Regions from separate parts of the Zea mays genome. Here region 2 is linked to region 1. Evidence: chromatin contacts called from public Hi-C data. All regions are on one chromosome and are shown on one strand. Each heading gives the region's core, a stretch centred on a gene start, on an enhancer-like site or on the middle of the called end of the contact. The rest is flanking DNA. Distances are from core to core; before and after follow the strand shown.

Region 1 (7,716 bases), core at 3,002-5,501:
CAGAGGATAGATTAATTTTCAACTTAAATTTTTCCACAACGGTAAGACCGAATTCCATTACTTCTGCAACGAAATCACAAAGTTCAGTAACTCAGTTCTGCAACAAACTAAAGCGAAACATATGTCGACATGTCTCTGATCACCAAGGGATCAGCAAATATGTGTCCCAAAACAATTTTCAACCTAAATATCTTATGCATTAATTTTCTCTACGTAGATGCCAGAAAGAATGTCACTCTTATAGGCTCTTAAACATGTTTGCAACAACAATCTGAATATTCATCATCAAAGGTCATAAGTTTAAGTGTATGAAGCCAATCAACCATGAACTATGCAAGAAATAAACGCATGCATATCAAGAAACGATGCCTATGTTTATCAGCAGTCTAAAAGACCTTAAAGTTGAAGCTAGTAGGCTATTAATGATATGGAGGAAAAAGAGATAAAAAAAGAAAATGTATACGTGGCAACTTGCCTTAGAAGAACCATGCTCGGAGAAGCCTAAGTTTGGAACATATTCTGAGTTACTGAAGAACTCATCCACAGGCCAATCTGGTAGACTGTCTGTCACATTACCACTTGAGAATGACAAGTGGTAGGTCCCATCACTATTGCCGTTAATTTGGTTAGAGAAGACTGTTGTGGTCTGGCTAGATTGCAGAAGTGTTGGACTCTCCTCTGACATGTACTTAGGTGGGGATTCTACTGACTGAATTGTAGTATTGTTCTTAGTCCAATCAACCACTTCTGCCCTGGCTGTTGGAACAGAATTCTGCCTTGAATAATCTCCATTTGATACATTTTTGCTCGGAACAGAAGCACTGCCTTCAACTGAAAATTGAACTCCCGGGCTTCTCCTAGGCAGATGTCTCACTGATTGCTTTACTGATCCACCAGAAGCATTAACATGCTTTTCAGCAATGGGTGGAACTGGATCAGCAGGATCAAGACCCACCTGAACTCCAGTTAGCAGGAATCTCTGATGTACTGAAACAAAGGAATTCACTGTGTGTATAGCAACATCACAGTCTCTACAAAGTAGTGCACGGTCCTCTAGGCAGAAGAAGTATCCAGAAGCCTCCTGCGGTAAGGATAAACATGAGAAATGTCTTGCAGGAGGAATCAATACAGTACACAACAAAACGTGTTGCAGTAGCTAAGTATATCGTTGTGATGAACACAGGTTGAGATGGCCCTGACCCCCAGCAGCGTGACCTCACTGATAGCCGGCAGCCACACTATAAGGGTAACGATAGAAGGGAATTAAGATAATACATTGACATTCTTCTAGCCTGCCAACTAATGGTCACATGCCCTCCTTTTATAACAATGTACTAGCAGCTAGGAGATAAAACTATCAAATGGATCTAGTAGCTAACTAACAAATCATGATAGCAACTCAGGATAAGGCTGTTGCTTGTTTGCTCCTTGCGCCAGCCACCTGAGCCCCTGCAGCCAGTTGGCCACATTCAGATTTCAGATACAGCGTGTCCATGGACAATATTTCAACAGACTCAAAATGTAAAATATAGTTGACTCATCATCCATATGGTGATTCAATCCTCACAATAATGCACTGTAGAGTATAAACAGAAGGCACACCCAAAGTACCAAACAGCAGTAGCCCTTAGTGCACAAACAAGGGTTCTCATCTAGCAACCGGTGAAACAAAACAAGTGCAACTTGCAGAAACACACCAGACAACTAAATTTATCTGTTTACAGTACTCACAACTTAGGTTGATACAATATAAAGATGTCACATTGTCACTATACTGAATTAGTAAATTTAGAATTTGATGGTTGGCGCATTAACCAGGTTTTCAAAATCAGTAAATGTGACAGGTTACAAAAAATTGATAGGGACTAATGTGTTCCAATTAGAGAAAACACATGGTGTTTCACTTTAGCTTCCTCAAGGTAGTTACAAGTGCACATGTGCTGTAACTGCATCTTTTTATGAACTTGTGCAAGTAAACATGTGCGGGAGACTGTGGGATGCAACACACACATGCGCTTGAGCTTGAGCTAGTGTGTGCATTGTGTAGCCATCTTTGTCTTTCATCTTGAAGATTACCTATTTCTTCCACCTGTGGTAAATTAGGTGATGGTGAAAAAGAGAAAACTTGTACAAGTGCAATGTAAAGCCTATTGGGGTTCACTCTAGTTAAATGTACCGTAACCTGTAGTACACTTAGCTATGTAACTTTCTAGTATTTCAGACCTTCATAAAATGGTAAGCAATCATACTTGAAGAATATATGACCAAATGAAGAGAAAGCTTCTATATGCATGCATTTGGAATGATCTTCACCATTGGCATTTAAACATAAGTGTCATTCCAGTAAAATTTGCACTGTAGTTTAACAAAGCTACCCTTGAGGCTTGGGCCATTTCTAGTGCACACTTTATCAGGGAACACTAGATTGAATGCTTATCCATATCATTAAAACAAGGCTGGAAATGCAAATTGAGATTGCATGTGCACGCACATGGTCAGTAACCCAGGCAGTATGGTGAAGCATGCATGCTCATACTTGGGTCCACACAGGACAGCATGATCGAGTCAACTTTAATTATTCTCCTTGCTATTATTGATGCCTTTCAATACTTTTATATTTATAGAAATTTGTCCTTCTTGTTGGTGGCTCATCTTGTGTTTCAACTCTATCCTACCCCAACTTGCTTGGAAAGGGCTGTTACTGCTGGTTTTAAACTGACAAGTACTAATTTTAGAGCATAAAAAAGATGGATAAATAAAAGAAGTGTTCGATTGTTTTCTTAAATCATGTAATTTAGCCCAAAAAAGCTATATGTGGTTCACCTAAGACGCCACAGCCTAATGTTAGGCGTACCACACTGGCTTAGGCATGTGTTTGGTGTTCTAAAGTTAGTCTGCCACGATTCCTTAGGCATGATTCTAGCCACTCGCCACACCAAAAAAATAATCGCCACACCTGTGGCGTCAGAATCTAGCACCCAACCCTACCACACTTTTTTCGTCATGCCTAACCTTAGACGCAGTAGCAAACCAAATGCATATCTAAGTGTAGTTGCTTAGCCACGCCACACATGTGGCAACCTGCTAAGCTTAGGTGTGGCGCCTTAGGCGTCAAACCAAACAGCCCCTATAACTTTCATCTTTGAAACCACAACCCCACCTTAGCATTAATTGAACCACAAAAGTAGCACATCATTGCCTTGTTCATCCATTTAAATATGTCCCGAGAGATAATTTGCAGTACTCTAGATCGAATGATCGATTGTGTAAGCCCCCTAGCCGCTGCACCTTCACCACACCAGCTAGAAGCAACGTGCTGTAGCATAACCATATCACCACAATTCAAAAATCTATGACACTGCAGCAAGACCTATCCCTTTGAAGTACAATGCGAATAAAAGCTCAAAACCAATTGGTACTGAATGAGCTTGGAGTACGCTGACTAAAATAAGAAAAAATACTAGCGCTTTTTTTACATGTATAACTGTTTAGGCAGGCAGCATTGCTAGCCTTAATGCAATGTTTACTGTAATAATCACAGGTCGCTTTATTTATTTTTTTTCCCAGATAAAGGGGTCGATAAATGATGCTTTGGTTCCTCTGTAGTGGCACATCAGTACAACATCCAAGTCAATCTCTTCATAATTGCAATATCCTGCAGGGAAACCCTGTGGCAGCTTAAAAACTGAACTCAAGGTTAACGTGGTACATGATACAGCAATTGCGCCAATGCTCTAGAAAAAGAGTCCTGCATCCCACGGGGAGTTGGTCGGGTAAGGCAATTTACTACAGACCGAAAGGTTAACAGCAGCTTTGCTTCAGCCGCCTATTCATTGCGCTGGCCAAATCATCAGGCATGAGACCTACCCTGCTAGTGCGCGACGACTCCAAATCCCCCCAACCCGATCCAACTACAGGGATGGAGGGAGGAGGGCAGCAGAGATGAGCGAGGGCTCGGGGCCTCACCTGACAGATGTCGCACTTGGGCACGGCCGGCGCGGGGGAGGCGGCGGCGGTGGCGGAGTCCGTCAGGAGCTGCACCCGCTGGTGCTTCCCGGCGAGCTTGTTGGCGGCGTGCACCTCCTCGTCGCAGGCGACGCATAGCGCGGCCTCGTCCGCGCAGCACAGCACCCGCGCCTCCGCGGCCCCGCACGCGTTGCACTGGATCCTCATCCCCGGCTCCCCGCTAGGGTTTTAGAGGACTGGGATTGGATCGGGGTCCCCTTTCTCTCTCTCCCTCCCTCCCTCCCCCGCACGGCTCGTGTCTGTGAGCTAGAGCTTTTTGAGTACGTGCGCGCTTGGCGAGGAGTGAGATACCTAGCTGCGAGGAAGCGAGCGCTGTTGCGTTTTGAGTAGGTGCGCGCTTGGTGGGGGTGCGGTACGGTTGGCGGTTGCTTCCGGGCTTCCGGTAGGGATCGGGGGGGAGAAGAATTAGACGACAGACGAAGCGGTGGTCAAAGCTCAGGCCGCAGGCGTGCAGTGCTGCGTGGGAGAGGGAGTGTGGGACGGGCGGAGGCGTCAGCTGCAGGCACAGCGGAGTGGGTGGACCGCGGACGTGCTCCGCCCCCCGCGTCCCGCGCGATGTCGGCACATTCCGTCCGGCAGATGCCGGTTTGCGCCAAATTTTGCATTCGATGGGTCCTCGGCTCCTCGCTGACATGTCTATACTCAGGGCCTGTTTGTTTACCTCCCAGATTATATAATCTGAATTAAATAATCCTAAGAGGCAAATAAACAGTCCAACTTATTTGCCCAGATTATATAATCTAACCCCTTGGATTATGATAATCCATAAGCAAGTGAGGAGGTGCTTATTTCAGATTATTTTTTTCCCACTTCCCCACTACCCTTTCAAGTTTCCTATAAATTACCCACCATTGCCATTATAATCCACCGAATCGTTTTTGTGCCTACTACTAGTCAATTTGGGGTGAAGAAGGTGACATGAATGCCTTCCGTGATAATATTGCTAATGCAATATTTGCCAATGTCAATTGAATTATTTTTTTTCATATATGAGTTTCAACCTAGTACAAATATAGAGGGCATTCTTGTCTTCCTCATACAAAAGAATACTATTAACAACTCAAATAATCTGGGTAAACAAACAGGACTACCCAGATTATATAATCCAGATTATATAATCCTCCAAAAATAATCCAGATTATATAATCCATGGGGGTAAACAAACAGACCCTCACATGGTCTCCCAAGGCATGTCATTTTTTTACGAATCATCTAGGTTCGTAGCCGATAGCAAAAGTGACGTTATTTTTTGAACGAAGGAGTACGTCGCAACTTTGATGTCGTTTGGTTAACATGTTGGTAATGTAATGGGTAACCGATAACGTTAAATCATATTTGTTTAAGTCCAACCGTAATCAAATATCACATTAGAAATAGATACCAATATATTCAAACTTGTTACTGTTGGTACTCAATTGTCAATCATTACTGTTGGGGACTTGTTCTCAAATGCTTCGAATTAAGAACAAGGCAACATAAAAAGTGTTAAATGTTAAAGTCCTTCGTCCTTCAAAACATTATATCCCTTCGGATATAATGAATTCCGGACGAAGGTTATGAAGGAAAAAACCCTTCGTAAGCTCGATAGATGATAAAAAAGAATTCATACATGAAATACGAATAATAATACAGATATTATTATCAACTTATTTTTATTTGCATTATCAAATTTGTAATAACAAATTATAAATGTACCTTCGAATTAACGGAAAGCAAAGGTACAGGCGTGATGCTAAAAGCCAATGCTAAGTCAGCGTGAACAGTACGGGAGTACTGTTCATCTATTTATAGGCGCGGGACGCAGCCCGTGTAGAATTACATTAATGCCCTTTACATTTATCAATAACTCTATAATAATTTTTTCAAGGTCTAATTTGGCTTTTCATCTTTAAGTCGGTTCCTCTTTTCTGCCGCCATGCCGAAACTCTTCTGCACATAGCTTCGTGATCATCTTATCCTTCGTCATGATCGCCTTTCGTCCCGCTCAAGCTTCGTCTTGACCAGACACTTGTATACCCGTAACCTGATTCCGAAGATACCTGTTCACATATTTCACTTGGAAAACATTATCAAATCATGTTTTTGAGGACCTTTGAAAGCCGAAGGCCCCCAACAGTAGCCCCTCGCAATATTAATTTGCTGTAATGATAAATTCATATTGCGACATGGACGAAGGCTTTAAGCCGAAGGTCCGAAAAAACACCTTCTCTTTGCTAGAATAGCAACAGTCATTGACAAGCGGGACCCTCCATTTTTCAACGCGCTAGGCGTATAAATAAGAGCTCACCACGAGTTTATTTGGCATGCTCTCTTGCCATCTGCTCTTGCTCACTCAACTTTTAGCCTGTGCGCGACAACACTTGTTTGACTTTTTAAATTTTTAAGCTTCGGTTTGGAGAGCACTTTCTCAGTGTTTGCGGAGATGTCTGAGGATAAGAAAGTTGTTGGTGATTCGAAGCTGAGCCTTTCTGAGGAGATGCATCTGGGTTTTCTTCAATCAATGTCAAAGACCAATACAGAGAAGATTACTAAGGAGATTTTGGAGGGTTTATCTGAAGATACTGGTGACAGTGACAGTTATGATGTGGATAGTGGTGGTGAAGACTCCGAAGATCGACCTTGGTGACCAAGCCATGCGGTCTTTGGTAAATCGAGTATTGAAGAAAGCCATCTTGTCAATATGAGGGGCATATATTTTCGGGACTTGTCTATTGTGAGGGCTGACGAAGGAGAGAAGACTTGTCCGACTCCCGAAGAAAATGAAATCGTGATATTCCGAAGCTTCTTAAAAGCTGGACTGCGATTTCCCTTGAGCAGGTTTGTCGTGGAAATACTGAAGATATTTGAAATCTACCTTCATCAACTTACTCCCGAAGCAATCATGAGGATGGGCATTTTTGTGTGGGCCGTGAGGAGCCAAGGTTTAGAACCAAACGCAAAAAGTTTCTACAACATACATGAGCTATTGTATGAGACAAAACCCTGGTCTAGGTCAATTTTGGCTGCTACAGCTTCGGGGCCCGGTCTAGGTCAAGCTGCCCCGTACCAACCTTTCGAAAAAGATGGCCCGGCAACTGGATGACGGAATGGTTTTATGTGAAGAATGATTTAAAAACTCGGGAAGATATTAAAGGTATCATTATGCGCCCTATCTGGCAACGCTTCGGCCTCCGGAGGCCGAAGGTGGAAATAGATGAAGCAGCCGAAGAATGCCAGAGAGCCTTCGGCGTGGTGTGCTCTTTTATTGGGACAAGGGATTTAATGCAGGAGCACATTGCCTTCAGAGTATGGCCACTTGCAGATAACTGGGAAATGCCGAAGGAAACCGTCAAGGAACCTGACGAAGATAAGTTCGTCGAGTCAGGCTAAAATACACATTCAAATACGGAGATAAGTTCGTCGAGCCAGATGACGACTGGCTGAAAAGCATTGAGGCCATAAGTGATGAATTGCTTGGAGTATATTCAAAGGCCGAAGATACTGCATTATCAGCGGCCTTCGGAGGCCGAAAGAAGAAGAGACTCAATCGAGTATTTGATGCAATTGGGTTTGTGTACCCCGACTACCGTTATCTAACACGGGGTCAAAAGAGAAAGAACACATCTTCTGCAAAGGAAACTGCTTCAGCCGCTCCTAGCGAGCCGGCGCCGAAGAGAAAAAGGGTAAAGGCTCTCACACACCGGCCTCGTT
Region 2 (7,716 bases), core at 2,758-5,257, 530 kb before region 1:
ATGAACTGCCTGTTATCGGGAGCACCAGCTTCGTAGCCGAAGCAACTTCAGCTTGGTTGTTGAACGAAGCCATCAGCTCAAAAAGTGGAAGTGAGTTCACCGGAGGTGGGCGCCAATGTTGGGAACTTGTTCTCAAATGCTTCGAATCAAGAACAAGGCAACATAAAATATTAAATGTTAATGCCCTTCGTCCATTGAAGCATTATCTCCCCAAGGGTATAATGAACTTCGGACGAAGGGCATGAGCAAAGATCACGAAGGTCATGCCTTCGTGATTAGAGTTATGAAATAATGAAAGATAAAATATATAAAATATGAAACATGAAAGAATAATATATCTAAACACATAAACTTATTCATATATTTCATCATACAAACTTAAATATTAGAACATAACATTTAATCACATTTATACCTTCGTCTTGACAGGAGACAATAATTCGAGTGTCGCGTGCAAGCGATTACAAGATTGTGTGAACAGTACAGGGGTACTGTTCATCTATTTATAGGCACAGTACGCAGCCTATGAGAAATTACATTCATGCCATTTACAAATGCTTATAATCATAATATAAGCTATCACGGGTCAATTGGTCATTTCATCTTTAAGTCGGTTCACTCCTTCGTCTTGAGACATGTGGCTATGCCGAAGCTTTATGGGTGATAACTTCGGTACTGCTTTTGAGAGGATCTGCCAAAGGTGTTTCTTCTTACAGGATCTTCGGCGACGAAGCATACCCCCAACAAATAGTATATTCCTTAATTTTAGATGTGTTTTTCTAGGAAAAAATATTGAGACAAACTTATTAGTTATTCAGTGGATGAATTGCATGTAATGCAAGACTAAGCAATGTGGATTTCAATGCCAGCCAGTCCTAGGATACAAGTTGGTCAGATCAAGAGATATAATACGTCCAACGAATCTACTAAATATCATCTAAACCTCTGAATTAAACAAGCAGACGATAGAAAGGTTCTTTGTCTCATATGTTGTTGGTACTCCAATACCAATCTATCATAATTGATGAGGACATCACTCGCATAAAAACAATGCATGGATCGATGACACGGGCACGCGCACGAAAGCTGAATCTCCAGATTCGTTCTAACCTAATCAATTATGTTTTAGAGTTTACGCTTGGTGCCATGGATGTTTTAATGATTAGGAAGTTTGGAGAGGACCATCAAGGACTTGGGAAAGGCTAAGGTGTCGAGCAGGAGCAGCAAGGGTGTCCACAACAGGAAGGAGATCAAGTCTGACTCGGTTGCGATTCCATCTCGGGTTCCAGGACCAATCTACACTAAAATGGAGGCTCATGACGCATCCAGACTCTGATTATGACGGACTTGATATGGTTAGAAAGATAAGAAGATTATCTAACCAACCCAACTAGTCCCACCTTAAAATTCATCCGGAGTCAATAGAAATCGTAAAAATAAGTCAGCTCTTTGATTCTGTCACTACAACAAATCATGTAATCTATGACGGATTCCTCGTGAAGTTTATAAAAAATGTCACCAATATGCTATCGTTTGTGAGGATTATAGATTTTTCGTCCCATAAGCCCAAATTTCCTAGCCCAAAGCACTACGTTCACTCAAATTCGTCACAGATCATTAGATATGAAACGTCACAATTTATCCTATGATACATAATGACACTATGACAAAATAAAAATTTTCATGGTACAACTAAGAAAAAATGCCATTAGTCAGTCACCTTATTAGCTCATTTCAGATTGGGTCCATATGTTAGGTATGAATTGTGAAGGTTTTAAACAGAAAAACAAAAAAATCCAACAAAAAAGAATCCACATAAAGAATTCAAACTAGAGACCTCATCATCCTACAAGGAAATCACCAAGCTTACCACTAGGCTACAAGTGCAACTTTGCTTCTAGTTAGATATTGTAACGTTTTACCTTCTATTCTGCACACTTAACAAAAACGACCAGATAGGATTCATCCCCAATTCTCTGCCTCCGCCTCTAGGACGACGACAAATCCTCGGGTGCATGTCGGCACTGGCCACTAGGACGACTCCGGGAGCATCTCACGAACTCCCTCACCCTCTCCATAACTCCACCAGCCACTACTCCAGGAGCTCTCACCTGCCGCCACACGCCCACACCCGGCCTGTGTTGCTGCTGCGCCCGGCCACCCGCGCCTACCACCTGGCCCACCCCGACTGGCTGCCCCTACGCCCGCCACCGCCGGTTCGCCAAAGACCTCCGCCTCCCACCACCGCCTACGCTGCGCCTGCCACTGCGACAAGCGGCGACACCGCCTACGCCCTGCGCGACTGCGCCCGCCGCTAGCCGCTAGCCCCGCCTCCACCTGTTGCCCTCTGGACTCCACCCCTCCACCCACCCGTCCACCGGCATAGCCACAGAAACCTTAGACTGAGGCACCCTGAATCTATCTGCTATTATTCAGGTATTCAGGTTGGTGTTCGGGCAATCCTTGTTCTCCCCTCAGCACAAATCGATTGCCAAGGTATGTCTCAGTGTTTTTTGATTGACTTTGTTCGATCTAGCTTTTGAAACCTTGAAAAATAGTTAATTTATGTTTTTCTGTGATGCTTTATTAGATGAATAGAAGTTTGTTAAATGGTACACAGTTTTCCCCCGAATATATCAATGGTGTCAAAGAATTTATGAGCTTTATTCAAAAAAAATTCGGTGAGGATGAAGATATTTTGTGTCCATGTAGTAGATGCATCAACCAGAAGTCCTTTCATCAAGCCCTTGTGGAGAAGCATATATTAATGAATGGGATGGAAAGTACATATATTCAATGGATACATCATGGAGAGAACTTTGAGGAAGATGCCGATCATTCGATACATGGGACATGTGTGATTGAGGATGGCAACTATGGTGATGATCGTTTTGATGGGATGTTACAAGACCTATGCACTGTAGAAGACCAAGATAAAGAGGATGGTGAAAATGAGGATGGAGACAATACTAATGATGACAATGAGTCATTTTATGGTGTAGTGCTGAAAGAGGCGAAACATCTTATTTATTCTGGTTGTACCAAATTTTTAAGGTTGTCCTTTGTTGTAAAGCTCACTTTAACATCCTGTGAACTACAAACACAAACCCTAGCAACCATATTAGGCTATGTTGATCATTAAACACCAGAATCAATTAGTCAAATAGACGGAGGTCCATTTTCCTTACAGTGTTTGTGGTCGTGTGCGTTGTTAGCGAGCGCACACAAACAGTGGGTGCAACATGTTGGTGAAAAATGAACTCAAACGAGTAAATTGTAGTTATCCACTCAATTGGATATACAAATTTGTCCGTGAATAGTAGTATTCTATCTGCTGTAGGTGAACGGTAAACCGATATAAAAACTAATTTCCTATTTTCATGTCGGTATTTTGCATTTCCCGTCTGTCTGTTGTGCACCGGTCATGAAAATTTTGGTTTCCAGACGCTCTGGACAATCAGGTCGTATACGAAACATGCAAGTTGCTTATTTTCACTCTTCTATGTCGATGCCGGACAAAGAGAAAAACAGATTAGGTGACCTGTTACATTAAATGCCTGAAGCAAAAGTGATAGAACTGGCCACTTCATCTGAAGCATTCAAGCGTGTATATATAGCACCATTAGATGCTGACATTTAGCTGTGTGTCTCCAGCAATGCCAAATTTCAGGGCCTGATGTGCATTTGCTGTAGCCTGAGCAGGTGCGGTGCCTACCTGCAGTCCTCCGTCCTGGGCGGCCACGCACAAGTGCAGCACTCCCAAGTCCCAAGTTCCCAACCACAGCCCACCTGCAGTCCTTTGTTTCTACTTCTGGCAGAAAGAAGGTGTTGGTCAGAGCTTACATATCGCCGCACAAAAAAAGCATGTGTTGTGTTGGGAGTGAGATCACCATGGCGGCGTGCAGCCAGTTTTATATTGTACTACCCGTGTGTTAGGTACAACAGCCACAGGTGTCTTCTTCGGCTGCCAGCGTGCGCCCCACAAACACATGAGGAGGAGGGCCGTCGGGGCGCGTCCATCCGGTCCGGACACCCGAGTACCCGACCTGCTTGCTCATCGCGCGCACCCGCCAAAGCAACCAACCGCCCCATCGTCCCCGTCCTGTTCCGGCAGGCAGCCGCTCCCGCTCCCGCTCCCCCACCCCACTCCCCCTCGCGCGGCGCGTTCTCAGATCCCCCGCCCGGTTGGCACCGGCACCCCGGTCCGAAATGCGAGGAGCCTTGTAGCGCCTCGGAGCACGGACGGAATCGCGCCGCATGCATCCCAAGCCCGAGGGCGGCGGCGACGACGACGGGGCCGCCGCGGAGGTGGGCTCCCCGCGGTCCGGCTACTTCCGGCAGCGGAGCATGCACGCCGCCGCCGCCGCCGCGGATCCGGAGGCGGCGCGCCGGCCGTTCCACGTCGAGAACCCGCCTTGCTCCGCCGGCGGGGGGCTGCGGCCCAGCGAGTCCGTCACCAAGCTGGAGTCGCTGGAGCGTGCCGCGCTGGCGCCCGCCGTGGTGCTCAGGACCGGGTTCTACATCCTGGTGTGGTACGCGTTCAGCACCTGCCTCACGCTGTGAGTGGCCTGGATCCCCCCCTCTCTCCTGCTTCCCCCCCGCTTGCGGAGGAGACGGCGGCCTGACTGCTTCGTTGCTGCGTGGTGGGTGCCAGATATAACAAGACGCTGCTGGGGGATAAGCTCGGCAAGTTCCCGGCGCCGCTGCTGATGAACACCGTGCACTTCGCGCTGCAGGCGGGGCTCTCCAAGCTCATCATCTGGTTCCAGCCCAAGGGGCCCGAGGCCGCCGTCGACATGGGGTGGAAGGACTACTTCATGAGAGGTGTGGATCTCGCTCTACGAGAAATTCGCAGCCATGGTTTGCTCTTGCTTGTTTGTTACGGCTGAGTAGCGATCGATCCTTACTAGCCGTTCTGCATGCAGTCGTGCCAACTGCTCTCGGGACGGCCTTGGACATAAACCTGAGCAACGCGTCTCTGGTGTTCATCTCGGTGACGTTTGCTACTATGGTGTGTTTACCAAAGGATTTAATTTGCTTGCTCTCCTTTAGTTAGATTCCTTGATTTGTTCAGTAACTAGAGTTCATGAAATTGATCTTTTGCAGTGTAAATCAGCCTCCCCGATATTCTTGTTGCTCTTTGCTTTTGCATTTAGGTGAGTGCTGGGCTTCATTTCCCCGTTATAATTTGCCTACTTGGAAATTAGTTGTAAATTGCACTATATCCATATTAGTACAGCAGGACACTCATATTCTGCAACAATCGTTACAGATTTGCCAAAATTTTTTGTTGATACAGTTTTATGTTTATCCTGCCTTTTGAAGACAATTAGTTGAAGCAGCCAATTAATGCTGTGCACTAATGAAACATGGTAGTCTTAAGCTAGAAACGTGTTACATGAAACCAAAAAATGTGGTCCCAATGTAAAGCAGTGATAAACCCACACTTCCCTTAACCCACGTGAGGATCTGGTGTGAACTTCAAATGGACACAGCCACACAAATTGCCTAGTATCTGGATATGCCAAGCGGTACAATGTAACCTTTTCAAAGAAGACTTGTAAGTAAGCTAATTTCGAATAAGCACACTTTTTTATAATAACTTGTCATATGAAATATTTCTCAGGTACTACTTTAATTATAACTTGTGAAATATTCTTTAAGTACACATGAGCATTACATATTCTTTTGATAGTTTTGTTACAATTGCAACCTCATTGGATCACATAGAACCTTCTCATTCACTAACTTATTTGATTACATACTATCCATTTATTATTTTATTGCGACAAGTTTATTACAGTCTCATAATATTCATTTGTTTTCTTAAGAAGGTGGTCACCATGGCTAACTAACTAACATGCATGTCTAAGCATTTTCTCTTCTTTTTTATTGTTTTCGATGTTATACGCCTCTAAATGTTTCTTCCTATTTTCAAGGTTGGAGAATCCTAGCATCAAGCTTCTAGGAATTATAGTTGTTATTTCTACTGGAGTTCTGTTGACAGGTACAATGTGCTTCTAAGATTTAACTGTTTGCCTGTCATTACTAGACTGTATTTTTCCCAGTGTTTAAAAGGCGGCTAGGCATGTCCAGCTGAGTGCTGGATCCACCTAGATGACTAGGCGGCGCCTAGGCGACAAGGCACCACTGTTTCCCAAGGCAAGCTGGGTACGCCTATAGGTGTACATTTGTGCTGTGCTTAATAGGCCGGCCCAAAGCACACAATTTTTGGCACGGCCCATATCTGGCACGGCCCAACCTAATTGTGGGCCTGGGCCGGCACGGCCCACATTGTGGGCCGTGCCTGGGCCTCAAGTCAAGCCCACGGGCCGGCCTGGCACGGCCCATTTAACTAAGGCCCACCGAGGCCCACTAAATATAGACTCAGTATTTAACTAAGGTCCATCAAATCCCACATGACTAGCATAACTTGGAGAATCTAGAGCTTCAATAAGCCATCGAAAACCAATACCTATATATGGATAGTGAATAGTGATGATGATCATTGTATATGTATTCTGTATGGATGTATAGTACTCAATTAAACACTAAACAGAGAACTGAATATTATTTGTGAGCTAGTTGTAATATTTTTTTCTTTCTGACCAAAGGTTTATAATGTGCATCCACAAAACATCTTAGTTTTATTTTGGTCATATATATATTTTATACTTTTTGTTGATGTATTACTGTTGTATGTATATGGGCCGGTCTGACACATTAAGACATTTTGGGCTATTTGGGCCGGCCTGGCACACATAACTAATTGTGGGCCGTGCCGTGGGCCGATGACTGGGCACACGTGCTGGCACGGCACGGCCCATAATTAGATATGTGCTTTTGTGGGCCGTGCCTTTGTGGGCCGTGCTTTTGTGGGCCTGTGCCGTGCCGGGCCAGGCCGGCCCACATGTACATGTATAGGTACGCCTGGATGCCTTTCAAACACTTGTTTTTCTTGCACTGTTTGGACTTTGGAACATAAACCTTCAGGTGATGAAAAAAGCTTCACCTATAGAAAGGTATTGTTAGGATAGATACAGATATTCCACACAGACACAGTGTGTGTGTGTGTGTGTGTGTTATACTAGTTTTTTAGAGTTCCAGGGACAAAGCCCCGGTTCATTGCATTGCATCAGGACCAGTAAATTCAGTGTTATTACAGCATAATCAAAGTGTCCTCTGGCTCAATATCCAGTACAAAATGTTGGGCAATGCCATAGAGTTAAGCATGAGCTACTTTCAGACTGGCTTTATTTTCCTCACAAAGTTGACATCCGCATAATATTGCAGGAATCCACATCCTCTGTTGATGTTGTATTCTTATTTTTACTGCAGGATTTTATCTTATTTCTAGTTTTATCTTTAGCTACTGAATGTGGCTCCCAGCATTTCACTATATTCTCTTGGGAGTATTTCTTTTCTTTTACACTTTTTTTTCTTTGGGCTGTGTGTGCTTCTGGGTATATTTGGCCCTGGTTTGGTAGTTTTCTTGTATTTGTTCTCTTCTTAATATAATGATGGGCTGCTCTCCTTCCGATTTGAGAAAAAAGTAAATTCTCTTGGACATGCATGTCACAATAAGAGCATGTGAATATTTGACTATCTAACTTGATTCAAACTCACTTCAGCAACTTGTTAAGTCAATAAACTTTGCTTTGACCTGAAGGCCAAAATGTTTTTGATGCTCTTCATAAAAATAATAAAAATACATGC

The links. A called contact is a pair of places that touch in the nucleus more often than the background predicts.
Region 2: a Hi-C map of leaf shows a contact between it and region 1, with 6 times the contacts expected there. The contact joins the promoter of LOC100191756 here to the promoter of LOC103629496 in region 1. A contact is called at or near these places in 3 of 25 Hi-C or Micro-C datasets (ear, endosperm and leaf).

What each region holds. Positions count from the first base shown.
Region 1 is chr6:83,799,423-83,807,138 of Zm-B73-REFERENCE-NAM-5.0, reverse strand. LOC103629496 (probable salt tolerance protein) reads right to left here and starts at 4,251. Exons shown (of 3, transcript NM_001346834.1): 1 at 3,967-4,251; 2 at 476-1,081. The coding sequence starts at 4,173.
Region 2 is chr6:84,325,969-84,333,684 of Zm-B73-REFERENCE-NAM-5.0, reverse strand. It overlaps LOC100191756 (putative Solute carrier family 35 member C2), which reads left to right and starts at 4,007. Exons shown (of 12, transcript NM_001137183.1): 1 at 4,007-4,559; 2 at 4,655-4,824; 3 at 4,926-5,011; 4 at 5,107-5,156; 5 at 5,940-6,007. The coding sequence starts at 4,258.